Linked DNA regions of Mus musculus: all the other regions are linked to region 1. The links are chromatin contacts, called in public HiChIP or PLAC-seq maps. All regions are on one chromosome and are shown on one strand. Each heading gives the region's core, a stretch centred on a gene start, on an enhancer-like site or on the middle of the called end of the contact. The rest is flanking DNA. Distances are from core to core; before and after follow the strand shown.

Region 1 (3,024 bases), core at 329-2,828:
TTTGCTTCTTCTCTTTATCACCATGGTCATGGTAAGGCTGTGGTCTATAGGAAAGTGTTTCAAGGTGACAGAGATGTTGGGCGTGTTCCCAGACTGCTTCCTTGTACATTTGGTCTCTGAGAATGAACCAGGTTGGGCCTCCTAGAAGTAATGGGATCTGAGGAATGAATATGAATGAAAGTTCTCAGATCAAAGCTTATCCATTGAGTTGAAACTTCTAGAAGGCTCAGTAACTGATGAGGACTTCAGTGACCGTGGATAATTTGGAATGTTGCAAGTCTAGAGCTAAGTTATCTTGGGTTGTCTTTAGGTCTCTTGATATATTCCTCTGTCTTCTGTTCCTGAGCTAACAGCTTTGCAACCCTCATTTGGAATGTCCAGAGTCCTAGTTTTCCAATGAACCAGAAAGGTAAGACTGCTCTCAGGGAGCAGCTGAGGTCTGTAGTAGAAGTTTTTTCCAGTTTGTTTCAACCCTGCCCACATAATGTTTCTGCCAATGTGTTTACAGAGTGTCTTGATTAATGCTTACCTTGTTCTATTACTACAAGAATGTCCTTAAACTGCTTCTATGTTGAAACGAGACATTTGAGGTGACCTAAATCTCTATTCCTGGGCCATGGTCATTCATATTTGGCTTCAGAATAATTTATCTCTTAGTTCCTTTGTGGTGGAAACTCTGATTTTGCATTGACAGGTATTGCAAAGCTCAGGCCTGGCTTCCAGAAAGCTTGGAGTTGTGCCGCAGGGTCGTGTGAAGAAGCAAGGGAAGTGCCATGCACAGGGGGCTGGGATACAGGCACAAGTGTTCTCTCCCTGTCTCTGCCAATACTTCTTGGCTTTCTGAGACCTTTTTCCTCAAAAGGTAGCTCAATTGCTGCATCTAGCTTGTGTTTAGTCATCTCCATGTTGGCACAACAAAGACAAACTTACAACCTGGGACTTGTTTCCTAGCCATTGTAAGGTACTTGGCAAGCACCAGGTCAGTAAGAGATACTGTCTCAAAAAACAGGATGAGTCCTAAGGTAGAACACCTGAGGTTGTCCTCTGGCCTCCACTTGTGTGTGTGTGTGTGTGTGTGTGTGTGTGTGTGTGTGTGAGAGAGAGAGAGAGAGAGAGAGAGAGAGAGAGAGAGAGAGAGAGAGAGAGAATGAGAATGAGTGTTTGTTTTAGTCAGGGTTTCTATTCCTGCACAAACATCATGACCAACAAGAAAGTTGGGGAGGAAAGGGTTTATTCAGCTTACACTTCCACATTCCTGTTTATCACCAAAGGAAGTCAGGACTGAAACTCAGGCAGGTCAGGAAGCAGGAGCTGCTATAGAGGCCATGGAGAGATGTTACTTACTGGCTTGCTTCCCCTGGCTTGCTCAGCTTGCTTTCTTATAGAACCCAGGACTACCAGCCCAGGAATGCACCACCCACAATGGGCCCTCCCACCCTTGATCACTAATTGAGAAAATGCCTTACAGATGGATTCTCATGGAGACATTTCCTCAATGGAGTCTCTGTGATAACTCCAGCTTGTGTCAAGTATACACACAATCACCAGTGGGGGGGAGGGGGGGAGGCTCAAGTACCAAGCTTAAACTTACAACATTCTTTCTTCTGAAGCCCTCTGACTCACCCAGACAACATCGCCCCAGCAAACAGATGTCAGTTGGCAGTTTCCTGGAAAATTTGATTGATCTTGGATCTGTTTTCTTACAGCAATCCTCCAGACTGATAAAACCCGGCCTCCCACTGTCACAAGTTCTGTGAGTATAGATTAAATATTTTGAGTATGGTTTCTTTACTATTATTGCATTTTGCATCTAGTCCAATATTGTCACCACAGGCATGTTAGCTATAGGTGTTGTTATTAGTGTCCTTGAAACAAGAGTAACGCAGCTTGTCCACACTCTACACAAATAGATTTCTTATTTTTCCTTCTCCTAGACAAGGATAATAAAAAATACCTTTCACTTGAAGATATTTTCATAACCATTAACCCAAGTTTAGATTCACTTCTTTATTTGCTCATTTATTCACTCATTCAGCCAAGAGACTTCTAGAGTCTCACTGGGGATGGAAGGATAATTAAAATGAGATGCCTGGTTTCCAGGCACTGTGGGATGGGGGAGGGGGACGCGCAAACAGATGCTGGGGAGGTGAGTGCTGTGCTGGGCTGATTTCTCACTTCCTTTTATTTACCTATGAGGACAGGAGGCAGCAGAGAAGACCTTCTCAAGGTCACAAGGAGTGGAAGGGTAATTTCCAGACTTCTGGTTACTAAGCCACAGAGGTTTTATCCATTGTGCTTTTTAAATTTTTAAAGTGAGAAGTTCTCCAAAGTGTAGCTCAGAACACAGCAGTACCAGCATCATTTCAGAACTTGTTAGACATGCAAATTTTCAGGCTCCACCTCGGTAATGCAGAACTGAAAATTGGAGGGTGGGACCTAGGAATATTTTTTTTTTTTTCCAAAAGGCTTCCAACAGTGAAATTTGGATGCTCAATAAAGTTTGAAACCATTGCTCTCTATCAGGGCTTCCAAAACTTGCATGTGCATAAGAGATGCACTTGGGACCTTATTAAAATGCAGATTTACACTCAGTAGTTCTGAGGAAAGTTTTCTGATTTGCATTTCTAACAAGCTCCTTGGCTATGCCTGTGCTTCTGGTCTCTCAGACCTTACTTAAAGGGTAAAAATATACAGGGAGTTAATACCAGTGGAGAGGACTGTTTAAGCTCAGCTGATGAGTAAGCTGGGGTGTCAAGTGAACTCAATAAAATTGCTGCCTGTCATCCTAGAGCTTAAAAACTGGCACAGATAACACTCACTCAGGTAGATAAAAATTTAAGGCTATGAAAGCCATCAACTGCTCTGTGTGTGTGTGTGTGTGTGTGTGTGTGTGTGTGTGTGTGTGTGTGAAGGCATACATGCACAGAATGTACATATTTAGACATAGCATTAGATCTGCAGCTTTCTTATTGAGATACTGACTTGCGGGGATTAGATATTAAAAACCAGGTGGAAGTCAATAAT
Region 2 (3,024 bases), core at 217-2,716, 100 kb after region 1:
TGGAGTGCTGAGCACAGGGCAGTGGTGACTGGTGAGCAGGGTTGGATGAGACAGCAAAGCATCATCTGGGCCAGACTGTCATGTTTCACAGAAAAAAGCTGGGATCTAGGAAGACATGTGCCTGTTACAGGCTGGCAGCTCACCAGCTACAGTGATGGACTGAGACACTGGCTGCTACATCACGTGGCCCCCTGCCTGTACTGTGGGCATTCAGGGTCTCCCAGCCTCCCTTGGAGTTTAACTGGGATTCAAACAGAGCAAATGACTGAACTTCAGAGCTGATGTTGGGGGAACTGCAGTAAGACCAGGGGAAGATCTGAAGTGAATGGGGTGTGGCATGTGTGTGTTGGGGCGAGTGGTATTAAACAGATTTTGAGAGAACTGTTTCCTTTCCCATCTATCAAAAATCCCATCTGTTCCTGATCTTCTTTTGTAAGCAGTATGTGCCTACGATGCCCACAGGACCCGAGGGCTTGGCCTGGCATGACTGTGTGTGTCTACCCGTCTGCACAGAGTGACTAGCATTTGTAGTGAGGAAAGCCGGTGCCAGCAATGTGAGTTGTGTGGGTTCCCCTTCTCAAGGCTTCTTCATCCTTCTTGAGGCCTGGAGGCCTTTGGGTTCTTGGATTCATATGGGCCCAGGGCTCACTGCTGGTGAAGGATCCACCCACCAAAGCTGCCCTTAATATCATGTTGGTTCTCTGATTTCTTGACTGTGAGCAGCTGTTTAGCAGTAAATAACTCATATATTTTTTGTTTTTTTTAATATTAAAAAGTTCGACTTCTTTCCAACATCACCCTTAACATCTTTTAAGAAATGGGAGGAGTTAGAGAGATGGCTCAGCATTTAAGAGCTTTTTCGTTGCTCTTACAGAGGACCTGGGTTTGCTATTTAGTACCCACATGGTGGGCTTGCAAGCATCTAGAACTTCAGGTCCAGAAGAACTAATGCCCTCGTTTGACTTCTGAGGGCATCAGACATGTATTTGGTGCAAATACATTCATGCAGGTGAAAACACTCATAGATATAAAACAAAAGGAAACATATAAAAGTTAAAAACATGGAAGAATGTATATAGTTTTATTTTTTTTCTTCTTTTCCTATTTGTGAGTGGTAGGGGAAATGAGTAAAATTCACTGAGTCCCCATTCTATCTCATTAGCTACTTTTATACGTAAACGGAATTACCTGAGGTGCAATAAAACCGTAGAGTTCATTTGAACAGGAAGCAGTTTATGAACTGGGGAGTGCCAGACTGAAAGAGGTTTTAGTGTTCTGGTAAATTATCAGCGGCAAGAATTTATAAGGAAGACGTGAAGCAGAACAAAGAAATCACGTGATTGGCTGTATCCAGTAATCCCTTTTCCACTTTGCTTGTCGGGAATTTCCTAACCATAGTGTCCTATGTCAGTTGCTATTGACTGGGTGAGGTGGAGTTCTGTATCCCCCTGACATTGCCAAGCGATGACTAACACTTGCACAAATGAAGTGCTGCTGCTTTGTGCAGTTTAACCAAGAGTAATGTTATTTTTGAGGCCTAAGTGTGTTTGCGCAAGAATTTCCTAGGCCTTGTTTATATTTTTGTTTTTCCACAGCCACGTCTTAAAAAACCCAAAGCACCGCTACAAAAGGAAAAAGAAGGTCATTCGTTTATCTCCTCTTTTCTTCCTATGCAAAAAACAAGGGGCTCAGTGTAGGCAGAAAGTATGAAATCCACTAAATTTTTACACTGTCTCAGAAGAACTCTGCCTCTGCCTGTATTTTCAGTCTGTTGCGTTGTCTCTGACACAGGGCACGATGGCTGATAATGTCATTTCGAGGGAGAACGAGCCACTAAGTGGTACCTTTCCAGAAGTGGAGGAGAGGGATGTGTGGGATGAGGGAGACAGGAGTGAAGCCGATGCAATTAACAGTGACATAAGAAATGACACTGATTTATGTATCGTCCCATCTTTCTCCCTGGGATTTTACGGCATTTGACACACTGTCTCGCCTGTCTATTTATGGATCCAAGAAATATTCCTGAAAAGTGAGAAGAGGCGAAGAACATGGAGTGGTTTGGCAAGACTCTCTAAGGCTAAGTGGAGTCACCTCTAACTCCTTGTGTTGCTCCTCTCGTGCCCCTGAGTCTTCTAAAGATGGCTTCCCTCCCACCTCATTCTGCCTCCTACTCCCTTCCCTCCACTACAGTTAGCATGGATCAACTCAGGTATCACCCTGGGTGCTGAAGTTCATGAGAGGGACAGGAAGAAAACAACCTGGAAAGTGAATTATGATAAGGCGATTTGACAAAGCATTTGTGATAAAAAACAAACAAACAAACAAAAACCCATGCATGATCTCTAATGTACGGTGATGCTGAGAAAGCTCCAGACAAAACCAGAGAAAGAAAAAAAGTGAATTCTTTGCTAGGCATTCCTGTGGTGTGCCTATTGGCAGAAACATAACATGCTAATGATATTAGCTGCGGTTTTGTTTTTCTTAGCTCAAAACGGTGTTTTTTGTTTTTGCTTTTATTTGTTTGTTTTGTTGTTGTGTTGTTGGTTTTCATCAGAGCCACAGACTGAAAGTTACAGGAGAAACTGTAACTTCTTCTTTTTTTTCTTCTTTTGGTCTATTTGCGTGCATATGTGCATGTGCATGTATGTCTATGTTTATGTCTATTATATGATATATATGTATATGCTGGAGGCCAAAGTATGTCTTCCTCTGTAACACACCACATTATTGGTTTTGAGGAAATCTCTCACTGAGACCCAGAATCCACCACTTGGCAAGACTGGCCTGTCACTGAGCTCCAAGGATTGGCCTGTATCTGAGTCCCCTCCATTCCGAGTGCTAGGGTTGCAGGTGCCTCCTGTCACACCCATCTTTTACTCGACTGCTGGGTATGATAAAGATCAAGCCCTCGTAGTTCCCCCAGCAAGCACTTTCCAGACCGAGCCACCTCCTCATTCCACAAATAGCTCCGCAGTCACAGTTCTGGATGTGCGTATCCAGAACGGAGATCTACAAACCTGAACA
Region 3 (3,024 bases), core at 289-2,788, 75 kb after region 1:
CAGCCTTCTGTCCCACTTAGGGACACACCTAGGGACTTTGTGACTTTGTCCATCCACTGGCCACTCTGGCCAGATCTGCTCCTAGGAATAGCTCCTTTTTGTGCATCTTCAGCTTCGGAGATTGTATGCATCCGTTTTCATTTCATACTGAAAAGCATGAAGCAGTTGGCTGGAGATCACTACCTTCGCTTTGCAAATTGAGAATCCATGGTTAGATGATTGGAATGGAGTCACCAGCCTGAATGTGGCAAAGTTGTAACATAAGAATCTCAGCCGTGAAGGTAATTTGCTTTCTATGCTTGGACTATTCCTCATACTCTTGGTTTCTTCTCCATTGGGGTGACAAGTACTAACCAAAATAAATTTGCAGAAGGAAAGGTTTATTTCAGCTTACAGGTTATAGTCTGTCATTGAGGGATTCCAACTGATGCAGAAACCCTGGAGGAATGCTGCTTACTGGTTTGTTATCCAAGGCTTACACGGATACTTTTCATATACAGTTCAGATCAGTCTTCCTAGGGATGGCACCACCCATAGTGGGCTGGGTCCTTCCACACGAATTAGCAATTAAGGAAACAGCCACAGACATATCTTTGATGGGAATCATTCTTCAATCCATATTCCTGTTTCCCAGGTGACTCCAGTTTATGTGATGTTGACCAAAGCTAATCAATACATCCCATCCCCCCCCTTTTTTTTGCTGTTGTTGCTGCTGGTGGTGGTGATAGTTTTGTCTTTCTTTTTTCATCTTTGCTCCCACCTTAACCCAATTTCTACCATCTATCTTCCTCTGTCCTCTCTGAACCAAAATATACTAGCTTCACCATTACCTGTATAGTCTTTGGTACATGTCCTAGCATCTCTGAGTTTCAGTCTTTTGGTCTGAGAAGAGGAATATTATTAATTTCCATGTAGGACCATGGTATGTGTTAGATGAAAATGTGAAGAGAGATGGGGGAAAAGAGAATTTAGGAAGACCACATGTGCATAATTAAAACTCTGCAACCTGGTTGGCAACCAGCAGATATTTCTTTGCTCCATTTTTAACAGCAGGGATTCATAGCTAAGATGGTACACACTCATTCCTGCATCATCCTCACCATAGAACTGCTGTATATGATTTATTAGGAGACCCTGGCTGTGCTGCTGTGACTGTGAGCTGTGACCAAATGAGAGAAGCCTGATAGATGTGGTCAGAGTGATTAATAGCAGCTTGTCTCTAGAGCTATGGGAGTGGCAAGTGACATGCTGTGCCCTGACTCCCCTTCTAATTCTGCCCTGTCTTTTTCAGTTGCTTGGCCAAGCGGAAGCTCCGCCACCTCAGCACAGTGTCCGGCTGTGGTCCCTGGATTTCCTGGATCACAAAGATATATTCTCTGGGCACTGGCATTTATCCAGAGTAGAGTTTGAGCTCAGGATGTGTGTACAACTACATGTCCGCACTTGACTGATTGCATCTCAGGACAAAGTGTGGGTCAGAGAAGGCACAGCAGAGTCACGCCTGTGTATGTTTCGTCCCTGCTACTGCAATGTCATTGTCTGGAGCTTTTGTGATGAGCAATCCATCAGGAGCACCGCATGCTGTACAGTGTTAAGAGCCGTGTCAAGCCAGAGTCTAGTCTCATTTTCAGATCTTGTGGTTACTGATGACACATCTTCTGAAAATGAAACAGTAGCCTTTTGCTAAGCACCATACTTACCAACTCCCCTTCTGCAGATGTCCAGATGCCTCTAGTGTTAGGTCAGGAGGATTAAACAGAAAATAACAACAACAAACAACAACAGAAACCAACTCATTGACCTATCAAAGCTGAAATACACCACACACACACACACACACACACACACACACACACACACACACACCATATCTTGATTGCTGCCATTCCAGTACTCACTGATTTTATCAAGGGAAAAATAGCAGCGAAAATGGCTTATTCTTCCTCAAGCCAGCTCTTGAATAGAAAACAGAGTGTGTGGGACTGCAATGTGTCAGGAACAGGGAAATAGAGGTCCTGCCTTGCTGGGTTGGCCTTCCTGATCTCAACCCCTCCACCCCAGTAGAGTTGGAAAAAACACAGCAGTTCCTATTTCAAATTACACAGTTGGATGATGTTTCTCTTGGCTCCAAGTAGAAAGGCTGGTGCCCAGAGCGATTTTTTGGCAAAAGTGCAATATATGAAGTTTTTCTTCCCTTCTAACATTCTCAGCATCACTCTTAATCACTTTTCTCTTGATCTCTATCCAAGTTTCCCAAGAAGGATTTCTTTTTTCTCTCTTGCCTCATCTACTTGTGAACTCAGAGGGATCTGCGACAGTTTCTCCATCTCTAAAATCTGTGGCAGTGTTTCACAACTGTAATGTGTATATGAATCTGCTATACTTAGTCCTTTTTCTGATAACAAAACACCTGAATCTTAGTAATTTGTAAAAAAGAGAGGTTGCTCTAACTCACAGTGTGGATAGCTGGGAGTTCAAATAATATTGCACTAGTTCTGGTGAGAAAGCTCCTGGCTACATTGTATCATAGAGAGAGGGAGAGATGGCATGGCAAGACAGAAAGCCAGAGGGCAAGGAGAGGCAAGTATTGCTTTGTTACATCAACCTCTTCCAAGAACTGACTCAGTGTTCATGGAACAGTGTTAGTTCCTTCCATTCCTTTTATACCCATCAATCTTGGACACCTAGTTTCCTCTCATTAGGCTCTACTACCTCCCAACATGATGGCATCTGGGCTAAAATCAGAGCACAAAAACCCATGTTGAACATATTCAAACCACAGCCAGACCATACACATAGTATTATGAAAATGCAAACCCAGAACCAGTAGTTCTGGAGTGGAGTATGAATCTGTATCTCTGATATGCTTCTAGCAAAGATGGTGTGGCACAAAGCCATAAACCAATGCCAGGGGGAAGCCAACCAAAACTGCTGTATCAGTATTTAAGTAGGAAAAGGAAGTTCTACAGGTGCTGAACTCTCTGGGAAAAAAAATGATGATGGCTGAGGCCTGAGCTCCTGCAG

The links. HiChIP or PLAC-seq counts read pairs in DNA pulled down with a chosen protein or histone mark.
Region 2: an HNF4G HiChIP or PLAC-seq map of pancreatic cancer cells shows a contact between it and region 1. The contact joins two enhancer-like sites. A contact is called at or near these places in 17 of 484 Hi-C or Micro-C datasets (the G1E-ER4 cell line, the N1E-115 cell line, Th1 cells and 11 more) and 3 of 115 datasets of contacts at active chromatin or transcription factors (bone marrow-derived dendritic cells, fibro-adipogenic progenitors and pancreatic cancer cells).
Region 3: a contact with region 1 is called in an HNF4G HiChIP or PLAC-seq map of pancreatic cancer cells. The contact joins two enhancer-like sites. A contact is called at or near these places in 14 of 484 Hi-C or Micro-C datasets (the Ba/F3 cell line, the C10 cell line, CD4 single positive thymocytes and 10 more) and 7 of 115 datasets of contacts at active chromatin or transcription factors (the HPC-7 cell line, astrocytes, bone marrow-derived dendritic cells and 4 more).

The regions. Positions count from the first base shown.
Region 1 is chr16:50,025,920-50,028,943 of GRCm38.p6, reverse strand. It overlaps Gm4827 (predicted gene 4827), which reads left to right. Exons shown (of 4, transcript NR_045935.1): 3 at 1,707-1,753. Among named protein-coding and RNA genes, the nearest start is that of Gm32101, 22 kb to the left of the region's middle. Within about 2 kb of position 1,578, at least 34 of the 459 cell types and tissues checked have an H3K27ac peak or open chromatin away from gene starts, as enhancers often do. A contact at or near this core is called in the G1E-ER4 cell line, the N1E-115 cell line and pancreatic cancer cells, where this site is marked.
Region 2 is chr16:49,922,258-49,925,281 of GRCm38.p6, reverse strand. No RefSeq gene overlaps it. Among named protein-coding and RNA genes, the nearest start is that of Gm19723, 32 kb to the left of the region's middle. Within about 2 kb of position 1,466, at least 70 of the 459 cell types and tissues checked have an H3K27ac peak or open chromatin away from gene starts, as enhancers often do. A contact at or near this core is called in the N1E-115 cell line and pancreatic cancer cells, where this site is marked.
Region 3 is chr16:49,950,610-49,953,633 of GRCm38.p6, reverse strand. It overlaps Gm5486. Among named protein-coding and RNA genes, the nearest start is that of Gm19723, 3.7 kb to the left of the region's middle. Within about 2 kb of position 1,538, at least 79 of the 459 cell types and tissues checked have an H3K27ac peak or open chromatin away from gene starts, as enhancers often do. A contact at or near this core is called in the G1E-ER4 cell line, the N1E-115 cell line and pancreatic cancer cells, where this site is marked.